Regions from separate parts of the Mus musculus genome. Here region 1 is linked to region 2. The links are chromatin contacts, called in public HiChIP or PLAC-seq maps. All regions are on one chromosome and are shown on one strand. The core of a region is the stretch at or near the end of the contact, and the rest is flanking DNA. Distances in the headings are between cores, read along the strand shown. Region 1 holds the start of 4930405H06Rik (a long non-coding RNA gene). Region 2 overlaps Rasgef1b (RasGEF domain family, member 1B).

Region 1 (6,785 bases), core at 2,692-5,191, 390 kb before region 2:
GAGACAGCACAAAAGAGCAAGAGAGGGCAAAGTGTCTGGATTATATAGGGAAGAGCCTCTGGGGAAGGGCAGCCCAGCCCCTGGGTTGGAAGTTCAGGGTTGGGCTAGGTAGGGACTGAGGGATGAGAAACTGAAGGGCAGATCAGCTCTGCCTTGGTAGGGAAATATGCACTCAGTTCCCATTCCCCCACCCCCGCCCCATCTGAAATCAAACAACCACATTGCTTTTTTTTTTTTTTTTTTTTTTAAAGCAGGTAAGTATTACTTATTGTTGAGCCATGTAAGAGGCTGCGGTTACTTTAGTTTTATTTAGTGACAGACAGACAGACAGACAGACAGACACACACACACACACATACTTTTTCTTTCTGGAACAAGCAGCTTCCCACTCAGTGATTTGAGGTCTTCTATTCTTTTCACATGTCCAGCTCAGCTCTGCCCAAACCTTCCGTTTGGAAAATGTCCCTTGACATGGTTCTTATAGTTAAGCCCTCGGAGTCCTGTACTATCCAGTTTCCCTCTGAGGCATCTGTAGCCTTGGTTGTGCTGACTCACTCTGGGCTGATGGAGAGCTGGCCTCTGCTCGCTACATTGTTACACTTCAGTCTCTCTGTGCAGGGTCTTGTGTTGCTTTCTTTCCTGGCTGGCTTATTCACGGTGCTGAACCGGCAGGAGACATCAGTTTTCTGAGGTTTTACATACTTGCTTATAATCTTTCTACTTGATTGATAATTGGGCTACAGCCAGAATCCTCCATTGTAAACACATTTCTCTTGGATTCTGAGGCTGCTATGGTGACTTCTAACTTGTGATGTGGTTTTTCAGAATGTGAAAGAATATTCCCAGTTCTTGGTTTTCAAATCCACAAATTTTAAGTTCTTTGTATCTCTGATATTCATATATTTATAATGTTATCTCAGCATGGGTTAGTTCTTCATTAACTTTTTTTTTTTATCACTTCTCACCCCCTACCCCACCCCCCGAAACCCAACGTCTTCTAGTTTCTGTAAATTTCCTTGGTTTGTTTCTCTCAGAATTCTGTTGCTAGTACAGTTGTGTTTTATAAAAAAGAAAAAGAAGCCAGGGATATGTTTGGTGGACGCACAGTATGGTGTGGGGGGAATGGTTCCTCTACAGGCCCATGCTGAGGCATCCCCACCCCCACCAGGTACCAGCCATGGGATGGATAGAGTATGGAATAGAGTTTATTTAGGCTAAGAGGAGGGGAGCTGAGGGGATAGGAGGTAGTAGAGACAGGGGAGAGCAGGTGGGGGAGAGTAGAGGAGTAGAGGCCAGCCATGAACACGTGGAGAGAGAGGGGGAGGGGAATGGGAGAGAGGGGGAAGAAGGTAGGGAGGGAGCAAGAGCTACAGAAGAGAAGAGAGCAAGAGATTGAGGAGGGGGCAAGTGAGTCAGGCACATCTGGCTGTTGTCAGGTAACTGTGGGGCAGAGCCTAGAAGAAATGCTAACAAATGCTCTCTCTGTCCTCTTTCTGGAACTCTGGCTGGTCAGGCAAAACCTCATTTTCTCAAGTTTTCTGTCCTGTTTTCCATCTCTTTGACGTGTTGCTCTGTGTGGCTTCTCATGCCTGCCCTTTACAGTTTCCTGTATTTAAGTGTTAGCATTATTTAAGTTAAAAAAAATCATGAGAATTTAATGCAGATGTTTGATCATATTCACCCTCTTCTGCTCTTCCCAGATTGCCCCCCCCCCCAGCTTGTCTTTTTTTTTTCTCCCCCAATTAAGGCCAGTTTGTGCTGCCCAAATACCCTTAGATGTGTGGCCTTCCACTGGAGCATGGTTGACTTACCAGGGCTACTTTCTTAGAGAAAAATGACCTTTCTTTTCCTGGAGCTAGCACTGTCAATAGCTCCTAGGACAAGGATGGCACTCCATGCCCATCTCTGCTCTCCATGCTGGCGTTGGAGTTATGTGTTCTGGACCTGGTTCACACAGGCTTTGTGCCCAGTGTCCCACCGAGCTCATATGAGGCTTCAGCACTATTTAAGAGTAAGAGAAATCTCTTATTTTACAATCTATATTCTTAGCACTGCCATGTTGGTCTTTCACAGACGTTATTTTAAATCCATTATTATTAAACTAACTTTTTCTCCTCTAGTAAAGAGGTCACCGTGGTCCCTTTCCACGAGGAGGGGAGAGCAGTGTCGCGAGTGTGTCCAATTTCCAAGCACGCTAAGGAGAGCAGTTATTTATTTTTTTTGACAGTTTCATACATGTACCTAACGGATTTCTGTCATTCTGTCATTTCTCCTGCCATTGCTTCTCGTGTCTCCCCTTCTTCTCTGCTGAAACTCTTCCCCTTTCCCTAGTCTCCCTCCTGCTTTCACGTCTTCTCTCCATGTGTGTGATACACTTAATTAAGTCACCTGCATGAGCATGGGAGAGAAGATGCTCACTATAGCACGAGCTAAAACACTGAAGAAAAGGACAGATCCTCCTCCAACAACCATTAGCTGCTAAGAGTCCCTCAGGGATCCACGGCGAAGTCTTGATGGGCCCAAGCTTGTATGGGTCTTGCTGGTCACCAGAGCTACATTAGATTCATGAGTAGAATAGCCGTGTCATATCCAGAAAATATCTTTTTTTGTTACATATCCCTAATCCTCCTTCCTTCCCTATCTTTTACTACTCTGCTGCTCTGAGATATTTCCTGGGCCCCAGAGGGAGTGGTGTCCGTGTCCCATGTGTGGCTACACGCAGCTCGTTGGCCGGCTAGGAGGCTCTGGAGTGACTGAGAGTAAGACTTCAGACTTTCTGAAACTGATTGTGACATCATGGAAAATTTCTTCTTTTCTTTCTGCACTATGTCTCATTGCATGGATTCCTTTTGTCTTCTCAATTCTTTGCTCATCTTACTTTAATCTTGCATGCTTTCCTAAAACTCCAGGCATCCTTGGCTGTCCATTCATATCTAAAGATAGAACCCTTTAGAAAGCTGAAAGGAAGGTTGTCTGCTCATTGGACTCTCCAGGGTTGGCCTTCGATGGAAGGCAGCAGTCTACTGCTGCTCTTCACCGGGGACTAATTTACCAGAGCTCATAGTACTCTTGCCTGCACTTGGTTCAACTGCCCTGGAGACAACCCCTTCCAGTGCCAGGAATCTCTTCCTATGCAGTCTACAGATGCTCACTCCATCTCCCTGTCTTCATTTGCACGCCTCACCTCCATCTTCCCTCCGGTGCATCTGTCCCCTCTCGGTGTCCTGCAGGGATAAGGGAGGATGGCCAGATCCAGCAGCACTCCAGCTGTGGAGACTGCCTTGGTGCACCAGCCATCTCCAGTTCAGTTCTCATGAGCATCCTCCTTCACAGACACTTTCCTGTCCCTCCTCCTCTCTGGGACACCATCTCCTCCGTCTCTATTCCTCTATCCATCTTCTGAGGCTGGCCCTCAGATCCCTTCATACTGGAGTGATTTGTATTCCAAGAACAGGGAGATTGGAAATACCTGCTATCTAGAAACTGAAAATCCAAGCCAATCGTCACTTTAAATTGTAAAATGGGGCATTATCATGTATGCCTGAGTAAGTTGCTATATGGAAAGTCAGTCTCTCTCTCTCTCTCTCTCTCTCTCTCTCTCTCTCTCTCCCCTTGTCTGCTGAAAGCTGACACACAGATCTTAGGAAGACACTCTATCTCACGTTAAGGAAACAATGGGTGCGCTTGATTAAGGCTGAAAATTACCTTGCTGAGCTTTTCATCTCCCATTGGTACAGTGGGGATTTCTTTCTTCCCTTTTAACAACAACAGCAGCAGCAGCAGCAGCAACAACAACAACAAAATCATGTCTTCTGATCACATCAGGCTCAGACTACAATAGGGAATAACTGTGTGTCTCCCAGCCTTTCAGCACAGGAGCCCCGAGTGCAGGGGTGACCAGGGGTGAAAGGCTCAGCATTCTAGTGGCGTCTAAATCAACAGAAACCCTACCAGGAGCTGTAGTGGCTGGTGTGGAGGGAAAGTATGATTCTGCTCTCTGACAGATGGTGGCGTTGTGGGGGAGATACAAACAGGAACTGCATTACAGGAGGTCAGAAGGTACGGTGGGTGTAATTGACATCGATGGTTACTTTGTGTCAGCTAAGGTGCCTGACAAGTGCTTTACATACCACAGGTCGTGTGTTCTTTATAACAATCCTAGGTGCCGGCTACTTTACAGCTTGGGCATCAGTAAGTGAGGCGACCTACCCAAGTCTGTGCACTTCAGGGTTCAGTTTCTGGCAGTGTGACTTGGGGATCTCTGCTCCTTTTAACCTATTCTGCAGGGATGCGGAGCCTATGCAGATGGCTGGGTGTGGGCAGACAGGCAGCCACACATTCCTGGAAACTGTGCCCCGGGGGTCTGGTGAACATTGCTGAGAAGAGGAACGGACTGTGTAAACATTTGCTTCTGCTTGAATGTGCACCTCCCGGCCCTCCTCCATCAATTAGGAGCGCCGTCTTGAAGAATGCTGCCTCAGCTTCTGAAGCGAGGACCCCAGGACATGCATTAATGAGAGCAGAGGGAGCCACAACTGACAGAATAATAAAGCTCTCGGAGGGAGCACTGGCTCCCAGGGAAGCCCGGAGCTGGCTGATGGAACAGCGGGAGACTCTGTCCGGCTCTCCTGCATCTCTGTAAGCGGCTTGGCTTCCGTCCTGAAGCTTAGAAGAGGCACTTTCTCCCGGTGACTTGCCTCATAAGGGCGGTTAATGAGCACCGTGGTGACAGGAGACACTTCTCCACATTGTTCATGGCTTGGGAGCATACAATCTGCCGTTGCCCTCCTGATCCCAAAGGGAAGAAGGGTTTTTCGGCTGTTCAGAACAAGGTCGCCAGAGCAAAGGGCACGGGGTTAAGTGCAGCAGGTCTCAGAGTTCACTCCCTTGCTCTGGGGAAGCGTGGATTTAGAAGGGTGTGTGCTGTTTTGTTCTGAGGGTTAATCCCTCCTTTGTCATTTTTTAAAAATATTTTTATTACATATTTTCCTCAATTACATTTCCAATGCTATCCCAAAAGCCCCCCATACCCTCCCCCCCCACTTCCCTACCCACTCAGATTACTTCAGACAAATGAACTATTTCTATGACCCATTAAATCGCTAGAGAGAGATTCCTTCAACAAAATAGCTTTTTAAAAAGATCTTTCTTCTCCTTAACTCTTTATTATTATTATTATTATTATTATTATTATTATTATTATTATTAAGAGGTATTAATCTCTCTTTAAAGGCAAGGAGGCTGGTGCTGAGCTCAGAGATGTTTATAAAGGTGAATCACTCACAGCAAGTTCCAGCTCTCTCTCTGCTCTGAATCCTGGATGCTTTCTTCAGGCCCATGCTATGTTGCCTATCTCTAAATCTCTCTAGTTCCACAAGGTGTGTGTGTGTGCACGTGTATGTGTGTTGTGTGTGTATACACAGGTGTATGTGCACATATCTGTGCGTGCACATGCTTGCATGTAGACACTAGAGGTCAGGGTTGAGTGTCTTCCTTGACTGCTCTTTGTATTATTTCTGGAGACAAGGTCTCTCATTTACCCTGGAGTTCATCAACCAGTTGGCCAAGCAGCTCTAGTGATCTGATCTGCTTGTCTTTGCTTACCGAATCCATGCATGGAGTCTACACTTAATCTTTGTGTAAATGTTGAGGGTCCAAACTCAGGTCTTCATGCTTGCGTGCCAGACACTTCTCTGACTGAGCCATCTCCTCAGCCTCTTCTTTGAAAGACCTTTTGTCACAAGGCCCCAGAAGATCACCCAGAAAGGGACATATTAACTGGTAGCTCATTGGGTGTTTTCCTTTAGATTCTATGTGTTAAGAATATTTTTCTGGGACATGGAGAAAAAAAGATGGTGTAAATTTGGCACTCCGCCAGGCTGCCCTTGCCTTGATGACATAGGAGCAGCCTATGCCGCCACCCAGGGTTCATGTCCACTGTGCTCCCTAGAGATGATGCACGCTTCCTTTAAAAGGCCCCAGCCACCCCAGATCACTCTCTCTGTCTTGTCCCTTAAGGGGACAAGGTCTTAGCTACAGGAAGAGTTTCTTTTAAAAGAAGAGTTGGCATTGCTTGGAATACAAAGTGAATGTAGGTGATGATGTGTGGGCAGAGGTGGGGAGATGTGTGAGAGAGAAGGATGAAAGGCCAAAGCAGGAACAAGTTTCCTTCCAGCGGATGCATATGCCTGAAAGAGGAAAGGGAACTTCTGGAGCCAGCTTCAGGGTTTGCAACAATGTTGACGGAGAGGGAGAGAGGCAGTGTGCCTAGAAGATGTGTGGTCCTCACATCATCTGCTCCAGTGGTCTATGTCTTTACACAAGAACACAGCTTACCTTTATGGGGCGGACAGGAGGTTTCTCCGTGTTGGGCAGTTTATAATAGAGACCTCAAAATAGGATCTTGTCCTAGCTAGTGGACAGGAATGCCAGAAGGGGCATCTCTTCTAAGTGAGCAGGCCTGCCTGGAAGTTATGTGCATACTGTGCTGGGACTCCAGTGCACACTCTCAACCGATCTCTGGATTTTTATGTTATGAATGGTCATATCTGTTCCCCATAGTCATTCATCACATCTCTTAAATGACTTTGGGGGTCTCAACTGTCAAATGGGGGATGTTACCTAGCTACACAGGGATTAGAAGCCATAGAAGGGGCTTCTCGCACTGCCCAGGGAACTACATACAGCATAGTTCTTGATTCCTGCTGTAAGTTAAAGGTAAACTTACACCATGTCCAGAGCCCTTGATATCCTGCAGATGAAGGAGGATGTTCTCAAATTCCTTG
Region 2 (7,604 bases), core at 3,501-6,000:
TGCTGCCTTCTGAGTCACGCAATTTTATATACCAAAATAGAACTGGGGTCCTGGACCGTAGAGAAAGGTCTACTTCCCAGTTTGTCTTTTGTACTGCTATACAGTGTCTTTATCTCCTTAGAATATTCATTCACCACTCTTTGAGCAAAGTTTGTTAACCCAAACAGCTACTCCCATATAACTCTTAGGTTATACGTTTCTGTGTGTGTATGTGTGTGTGTGTGTGATATGACTCTGTGTGTGGTGTGTGTATCTCTGTCTCTGTCTCTCTCTGTGTCTCTGTCTCTGTCTCTCTCTCTCTCTCTCTCTCTCTGTGTGTGTGTGTGTGTGTGTGTGTGTGTTTGGATAGTGTTTACTTTCCTGTTACCTTGGTGTATTAATGTTGACCATCTCAAGTCATTGGAAATAATAAACATTCTTTCACCCAAATTAGTTGCCTAAAGTGGAAATTACCATCAAGTATATATCCTTTTATTTGAACTCTCTAGTAAACTTCTTTTTTAAAACAAACAAACAAACAAACATGGCATGTTTTCGTGGTTTATGAATGATTGATTAGAACTGCGGAAAGCAAGTTCTCTTCAGCTGTTACCTGTGACCTGGCCCACTGACCATCAAGTAGAACCAGAAACTTTTCTAATGCCAGGGTTTGGATCTCTCGCACTGATTTTAATAGTTCTGATCTCAACAATGAGCTTAAACGAACAGGTTTGATTTAGGTTTGACATCATCAAAGTTCAAATAAGCCTCTAAAAATAAACCAAACCTCAGGAAGGAAAACACTTGTGTTGATGTTGTTGTTGTTGCTGCTGCTGCTGTTGGTGTTGGTATATGTGAGTGTGTGTGTGTGTGATGGATAAATCATACCTCTAACGAATTCCCTGACTTGCTGTGACTTTGTATGCATCGGCATGATCTGGGAAGTTGAGAGCTGAATGGTTAATGATGTTCTCTCTCCACAGCATCAGATGGATCCATCCAGCAATTTCTACAACTACAGAACGGCTCTCCGAGGGGCAGCGCAAAGGTCCCTGACTGCTCACAGTAGCAGAGAGAAGGTGAGCTGCGGGAAGCGTTGCTTATTATAGACTTGTCCGGATGTAAACTACTACCCGGCCTTGCATTTACCTGCTCAGACCTAAGAGACGCGCACTTACCTTATCCCTCGGGAGGAGTAGGCCATGAGGAAGAGGAGCTTGGACAATGGACAAAGAGAACTGGCGAGGGGTAGCACTGTGTATTTGTACATGATATGATTTGTATTATTCCGTTTCTGATGTGTTCTGTAGTGCGTGTTGGTTGGACTTCAGGCAGTGAGTTAAGTCATGTGATAAGGTGACTAATAGCATTAGAGAGTAATTTGGTTTAATGGGAAAAAGACATTTAAGTTCTGCATAAGGTGGTTCCCTTAATGTAACCTTTCTTTCAAAAGAATTAGCTTACCTCCCACAGTCAAGCCGTTTATTCTCAGAAAGTAGGTTAGTTGCTATGGCATTAGGCCTGCTGTGACTAATTGGATATGTAGGTGGCTCAAAAAATACAGGGGCAGTATCTAAAAAAAATTAATGATCCTGTCCTCTCTTCCCCCTCTCGTTGTACCACAAGTTCTGGACTCTGAGAAACATTTCTGTCTCAGTTTCTCTCAGAGGAAGGACAGATTGTCTGTCACGGAGTTTGAGAAGTAAATGTTCAGTTATGACAACAGTTAATGCTGCCTTTTTTCTTTTGAAGAGGTATTCATTTTTACTTTACGTGCACTGGCGGTTTGCCTGCGTGTATGTCTGTGTGAGGTGTCAGATCCTTGGAACAGGAGTTATAGACCGTTGTGAGCTGCCATGTGGGTGCTGGGAATTGAACCGGGGCCCTCTGGAAGAGCAGACAGTCCTTTTCACTGCTGAGCCATTTCTACAACCACTAATGCTGATTTCTTAGTGGTGGCTATCAACTTTTAAATTCTGCCCCCGTGTTAAATGGTATTTTCAACCAGCTTGAAAAAAACGGGAGGAAAATATTCCCTGACTTCTAAGTCATTTCCCCACAGAATCATCAGGACTAATGAGCTAAGGCAAAAACTCCTTTTAAAGATCTGACATTTCTACCACCACAACACAATTTCCGGCTCCGGTGACATCCGAGAAACATTGTAAATGCATTAACTTTGACTTTTAACTGGGGAAACCTCCGGATGGATGCGAGGCAGTGTGCTTGCTTTTATATTTTGCTGAAAAGAGCCAATCTGAAGTGGGTTACGCTTCCTAGTGATCATGGAGGGAGGACCCCGACACCCTGAGCTGGGGGTGCAGGGAAGCTGTGAGACCACCCCACATCTCCCTATGGTGGACACCAGACACCACATGGCCCTTGGTGAGGGAGGGAGGCAGTATGGAGTCCTGTCTGTCAGAGGGCTCTGACAGCAGCCACCAAGAGAAGCCACTGTCACTTGTGCAACTTTAACAGCTGTCCCCAGAAAGGAAAACAAACAATTATTTACACCTATGCCACTTAGACATTTCATCTTGCTTTATTTGTAAGAGGGCGTTCTATATAAATTTATAGGCTGTGCCTGCAGTTGATGGAACAACTGTAATTACAACCATCTGAAGAAGTTAACCGTTCCTTTCTCATAATTGGCCTCAAAAGATAAGAAATAAAAACATGTCTGGCCAGACCTCTCCTGTTATTTTAAAAAATGAGATTATTTTCCTCATTTCGAGCTGAGGGAGTACTTTCTTTATTCCAAAGTAACTGCCCATTTTACAGTCTCCCTGGCAGTGCCTTTCAAATAATGGTCTTTGATCCTTTCCGAATCTCAAGTTTATGTGGTCAGAGCAGTGCATTTCCAGGTACCTATTATGGTGCAAATCAAATCTGTCTTCCGTGCAGGAGCCCTTAAGTGCTTTCTAAATAGTCTGCTCCCTGTGGGTACTCGGAGACTCTGTTCTTAACCATGCGTCTCTCACATGGTTACTTGGTTTCCAGTCCCTTCCCGATCCTATTTGTGTTTCTGCAAACATGGTCCTCCTCATTAGCATTGATTTCTAGACGTGGAACTGACGATGCCTTAAAGAAAGAAGGCTGATCCTGAATTAGCAGCAGTTCACGCTTACAGTACTGGGGGTTGATCCTGGAGCTTTTATACCTACCAGACAAGCTCTCTAGCATTCATCTCTAAGATATCCCAGCTGCCATTTCACCGGTTTGCACTGGTTTGTTTTTAAAGAAGAATTCACCACGTAGCCCAGGCAGGCCTTTAGTAGCTAGGATTATCAAGCCTAAAATGAAGTCAGAATATATATTATTCTGTCTGCATGTACGCCTGGATGTCAGAACAGGGCATCGGATCCCATTACAGATGGTTGTGAGTCACCATGTGGGTGCTGGGAATTGAACTCAGGACCTCTGGAAGAGCAGTCAGTGCTCTTAACTGCCGAGCCATTTGTCCAGCCCCAGCGTTCAGAATATTTTTAAAGGGGAAATTTGTGTTGTAGCTCAGTTGGTGGAGTCCTTGCCTAGGTTGCACAAAAAGAGTGGAGTTCAGTCCCCAGCTTTCCACAGAACCACATGAGGCAGTACATGCCCGAAATCCCAGCACTCAGGAGGATTAGAGATGTCTAAGGTTATCCTTGACTACATAGTGATTTTGAGGGCCAGCCAGGAGGAATACATGATTCAACATGATAGTATATATATATATATATATGGTTATAGAATATATGGCTATATAATATAGCTTATATATAGTTATATAATATATATGTATACATATTAGTTTATATATGGCTGTAGAATATATATGTATATATACACATAGTTTTTATATGGCTATATTATATATATAGTATATGTTGCTACTTAGTTTTCCCACTAATGATAGTGGCAAGACCTAAGAGAAACAAGACATAATCCCTTTACTTACCTCACAAAACCCTTGAGTTCTTATATTCTGCACCGTTCAGTTCCTTGTGTAAAACTGATGGGCACTCTCAGGAGCGATTAAGGGGTTAAAGTCTGAGATTCTCTTCTTGTCATAAGCATGAGAAATAGAGCAGCCAAGTGCCCCACATTAGGCTGGCTGTGTTTCTGTGTTCCTGGAAGAATGACTCAGTAGTCGAGCATCTTGTAGGGACACTGAATACAAAACTCCCAGAAGGAATCCTTCTGCCTCCCACGATTTAATGGCCATGGCAAGAACACAGGCTTAAGTCTACAAGACAGTAAATGAGGCCCATAGCCCAGCCCTGGGACTGGGACAGCACAGAGCCTCTCCTTTAGAAGCCGTTGCACTGTAAACTACCATGTCTTGATTTTCATTGCGCCCCCACTTCCCTGGGGCTGTCCCAGGATGTGTGTTTATTGTCTTACAAGTGCATCCACAACCTGGGTAGTAGCAGAGAGCAGACCAGCCTGTGTCTGGATCAGTGAGCATAGCCACGCTCCAGTGAAACTCTGTGGCCACTGTCACTTCTGTTTCACATTTTTCATGTCCCCTGCAGTATTATTCTTTCGATGCCCTGTGCCAGCCACTTAAAAATGTAAGGTATGTGTCTCCGAGGCCATACCAAGAATAACAACACATACATTTAAAGCAAAACAAAGCACAAACAAAATCCTTACATTTTGCCAGCCCCTAGCTTTTATTACCAGCCAGCTGTCGAGCCAGTTCTTAAACTGATGTGTGATGGAGTCCATAGCCCAGCCCCTTGCCCTACGAGTGTTCTTTGAAAGAGGCAAGGGTCAGTGTAGATGCGAGCCGAGCCGGGACCAGGAGAGGGAGAAGGAAGTGCATACAGTCTTTGCGAATGCTGCTTCAGGCGCTCTGCAGACAAGAGCAAGTGCTAGTGGAGCAGAAGATACGTTTGATTATTCTCAAGGATCAATGAAACAGAACTAATCAAAGGTGTTTTGGCTTTTTGAAAAAGACTTCAGGGAAAAGATCTGAATTTCTCTCTAGGAGAGAGTTGGCACTTGCCCTTTGTGCGTGAGCCAAAAAGTTTGTTTTCTCATTCGTGAGTCATGAGCTTAGAAGACTTCTAAGACCTGATCTTGGTGTTTTCAGAATTCCCCAAATAATCTGTTGGACGAATTATTTACAGTGCAGAACTTTTTCAAATATATCACATTTGAGAAAAAAGTAAATAAAAGTGGCTGTATCAGAACTTCGATCGCTGATTGAGACGGGAGGGGTCCGATACAGGATACTTGTAAAGATTGCTACTCTAGGATAGTCAGGAAAGTACCGCCTCATCAAACCACAGAATCCTGGCCAAGAAGGTATCATTACAGAAGCGTATTGGCTTTTGAAGTCTTTAATTTTAATTCACACATTTCCATCTCCCCCTCACTTGTAGTGCATCTGTCTGGCAACAGACAGTGCAAGGTTCTTCTAAGGGGCTTTTCCAGGGCAGCATGTGAAGACTCGCTCTCTCATGTAGCCAGGTTTCTTCTACAGGAGATGGTAACAACTGCTTAAAACCTTCAGCTGTCACAGACGGTAACAACTACTTAAAACCTTCAGCTGTCACATTATCTTGAGAAATGGCGTCAGGAGGAAAATATAAAACCAACCAACCAAACAAACAAACAAACAAGCATAGATGTCTAATGATGGGGTAATATAGAGCATAGGAAGAAGATGGGTCATGTGCCTTTAAGACTACTATAATTAAGGGGTCCCTAAATGAATAGAGTTCTTTTAGGTGCTTCTATTTCAGCACCTAAAGTAAACATTGAAGAAAATAGGAAAATCTGAACAAAAAGTATTGACCCATCCACTTGCCAACAATGCTGGTCCCTACTGTGCTTAGGTGTTGGTGACATTTGTATCCTAGGCTAAGCCGTGGAAGGCAGTGAAGTGTGTAGCGTGGAGCATACAGGAACAGTGTACCGTAATTCACCATAATTCACCGTGGCCTTTCATGCAATGCACGTTAACGTTGCTCATGTATCCCTTCTATCTGTGACAAGAGACTATTTATTTACCCAGACAAACTCTGAATCTTTTTCTTTCTAGATTGTGATACCATTCTTCAGTCTCTTAATCAAAGACATTTATTTCCTCAACGAGGGCTGTGTCAACCGTCTTCCAAATGGCCATGTCAACTTTGAGGTGAGTGGAACGAAGTAGGATGTGAATATCAGTAAGGATCAGGCTTGGTGGCACACTCAGGAGGCAGAGGCAGGAGGATTACCCCAAGTTTGAGGCCAGTCTGGTCTACATAGTGAATTTCAGGGCAGCAGTGTGACATAATGAAAGTCTGTCTCAAAAACTAAAAACTTAAAAACAAAAGCCAGAGGGCGTTGTTTCTCAGTGCCCCAGCCTAGCAGCAAGGCCGATTCTGCAGCTCAGAATAAACTTGCTATTGGCCTGCTGTCTATAAGAAAATGAGAGCACCAAATAGCACAGCTGCCATTCCACCCGGTGGCACTGTCGCTTGTGAGAATGTGAGTGATCTTCCATTCCCTAGCTAGCAAACACAGTGCTTATTAAATGAGGACGAGACGATGACTCTGAAGTTCCCAAACTGGGTGCTTTTCAAATGGAATTGTGCCCCGCAACCCAATAATTCTTGACCATTACCCTTAAAATCCTTTAATTCTCTTTCAGAAATTTTGGGAACTGGCCAAACAAGTGAGTGAATTTATGACATGGAAACAGGTGGAGTGTCCGTTCGAGCGGGACCGGAAGGTCTTACAATACCTGCTCTCCGTGCCTGTATTCAGTGAAGATGGTGAGTCTTTGGCTTGTACCTGCCCCAGATGCCCCCAGATGAATGCCGGTACTTGGCTGCCTCTCGTGAATGATGCCAGGCCTCTGAGCTGATCCAACCTTTTCCATCTGCTGCATGGACAGTCTTATAGTTTACCCCTAAAATGTTTTCACTTTGTAATCAGCCAAACATAGGACATTAGACATCTTTCCTAATGCCTGTCCTGCCAAATGATAAGCATGCTATTGGGAAGCTGTTAAAAGGTATTTGAAAAAGGTGTGGATAGTGTTGACCTGTTAGAACACTGGACAATGGAAGAAGAGGAAATGCCTGGCTATGTGTAGGACAATTCCTAAGTAGTCCATAGAACACTTAGTAGGGAGATTACATACTTGTTGACGCTATCTGCAGTAATGGCTGGCAGACATCTTGAATTCATATTGCCTGTTTGGGGGTAGGCAGCTGATTGTTTTCATCTCTGTAAATAAGATTAACAACAACTTTTACAACCTTGAGATGTAAAAGCTCTCAAAGATCTTTTGGATTTAAACAATCTACACGTGATTTCTGTTAGTGAGCCGAGGGTGCCAGGAAAGAGGCATGGCCCTTCCTTTCAGAGAGAATATAAATCTGAGTGTGCGGCGGGACAGTACAGTTTGCATTTTGAAAGCTTCTTGCCTCATATATTCTTTATTAATTAAGGGCCTTCTCAGCTCAGAGCCATGGGGTTGCCCATGGCTAGTCAGAAGCAGAGAGCTGCTCTGTGTTCTTCAGGATAACTCAGTGTATCTGAAGGGTGTACTGGAGCATAGGCTCAAAGCTGAGTAGGCCTTTTCAGCACTGGGGTTAATGGTATCAGGAGATGGCTTCAATCGTAACCCTTTGTCTCCTTTGGTT

Evidence for each region. HiChIP or PLAC-seq counts read pairs in DNA pulled down with a chosen protein or histone mark.
Region 1: an H3K4me3 HiChIP or PLAC-seq map of stem cell-derived neural progenitor cells shows a contact between it and region 2, with 15 read pairs. The contact joins the promoter of 4930405H06Rik here to the enhancer-like site in region 2. A contact is called at or near these places in 8 of 39 promoter capture datasets (the C10 cell line, the HPC-7 cell line, cranial neural crest and 5 more), 1 of 15 datasets of contacts at CTCF or cohesin (the NIH/3T3 cell line), 2 of 484 Hi-C or Micro-C datasets (bone marrow-derived macrophages and nephron progenitors), 8 of 115 datasets of contacts at active chromatin or transcription factors (bone marrow-derived macrophages, embryonic basal ganglia, embryonic forebrain and 4 more) and 1 of 9 other capture datasets (liver).

The regions. Positions count from the first base shown.
Region 1 is chr5:99,611,379-99,618,163 of GRCm38.p6, reverse strand. It overlaps 4930405H06Rik (a long non-coding RNA gene), which reads right to left and starts at 3,941. Exons shown (of 4, transcript XR_003955764.1): 1 at 360-3,941. The region is part of intron 1 of A930011G23Rik (RIKEN cDNA A930011G23 gene); the gene reads left to right.
Region 2 is chr5:99,221,442-99,229,045 of GRCm38.p6, reverse strand. Rasgef1b (RasGEF domain family, member 1B) reads left to right here. Exons shown (of 14, transcript NM_181318.4): 10 at 963-1,058; 11 at 6,011-6,106; 12 at 6,605-6,728. Among named protein-coding and RNA genes, the nearest start is that of Rasgef1b, 28 kb to the left of the region's middle. Within about 2 kb of position 4,750, at least 76 of the 459 cell types and tissues checked have an H3K27ac peak or open chromatin away from gene starts, as enhancers often do. A contact at or near this core is called in the NIH/3T3 cell line and stem cell-derived neural progenitor cells, where this site is marked.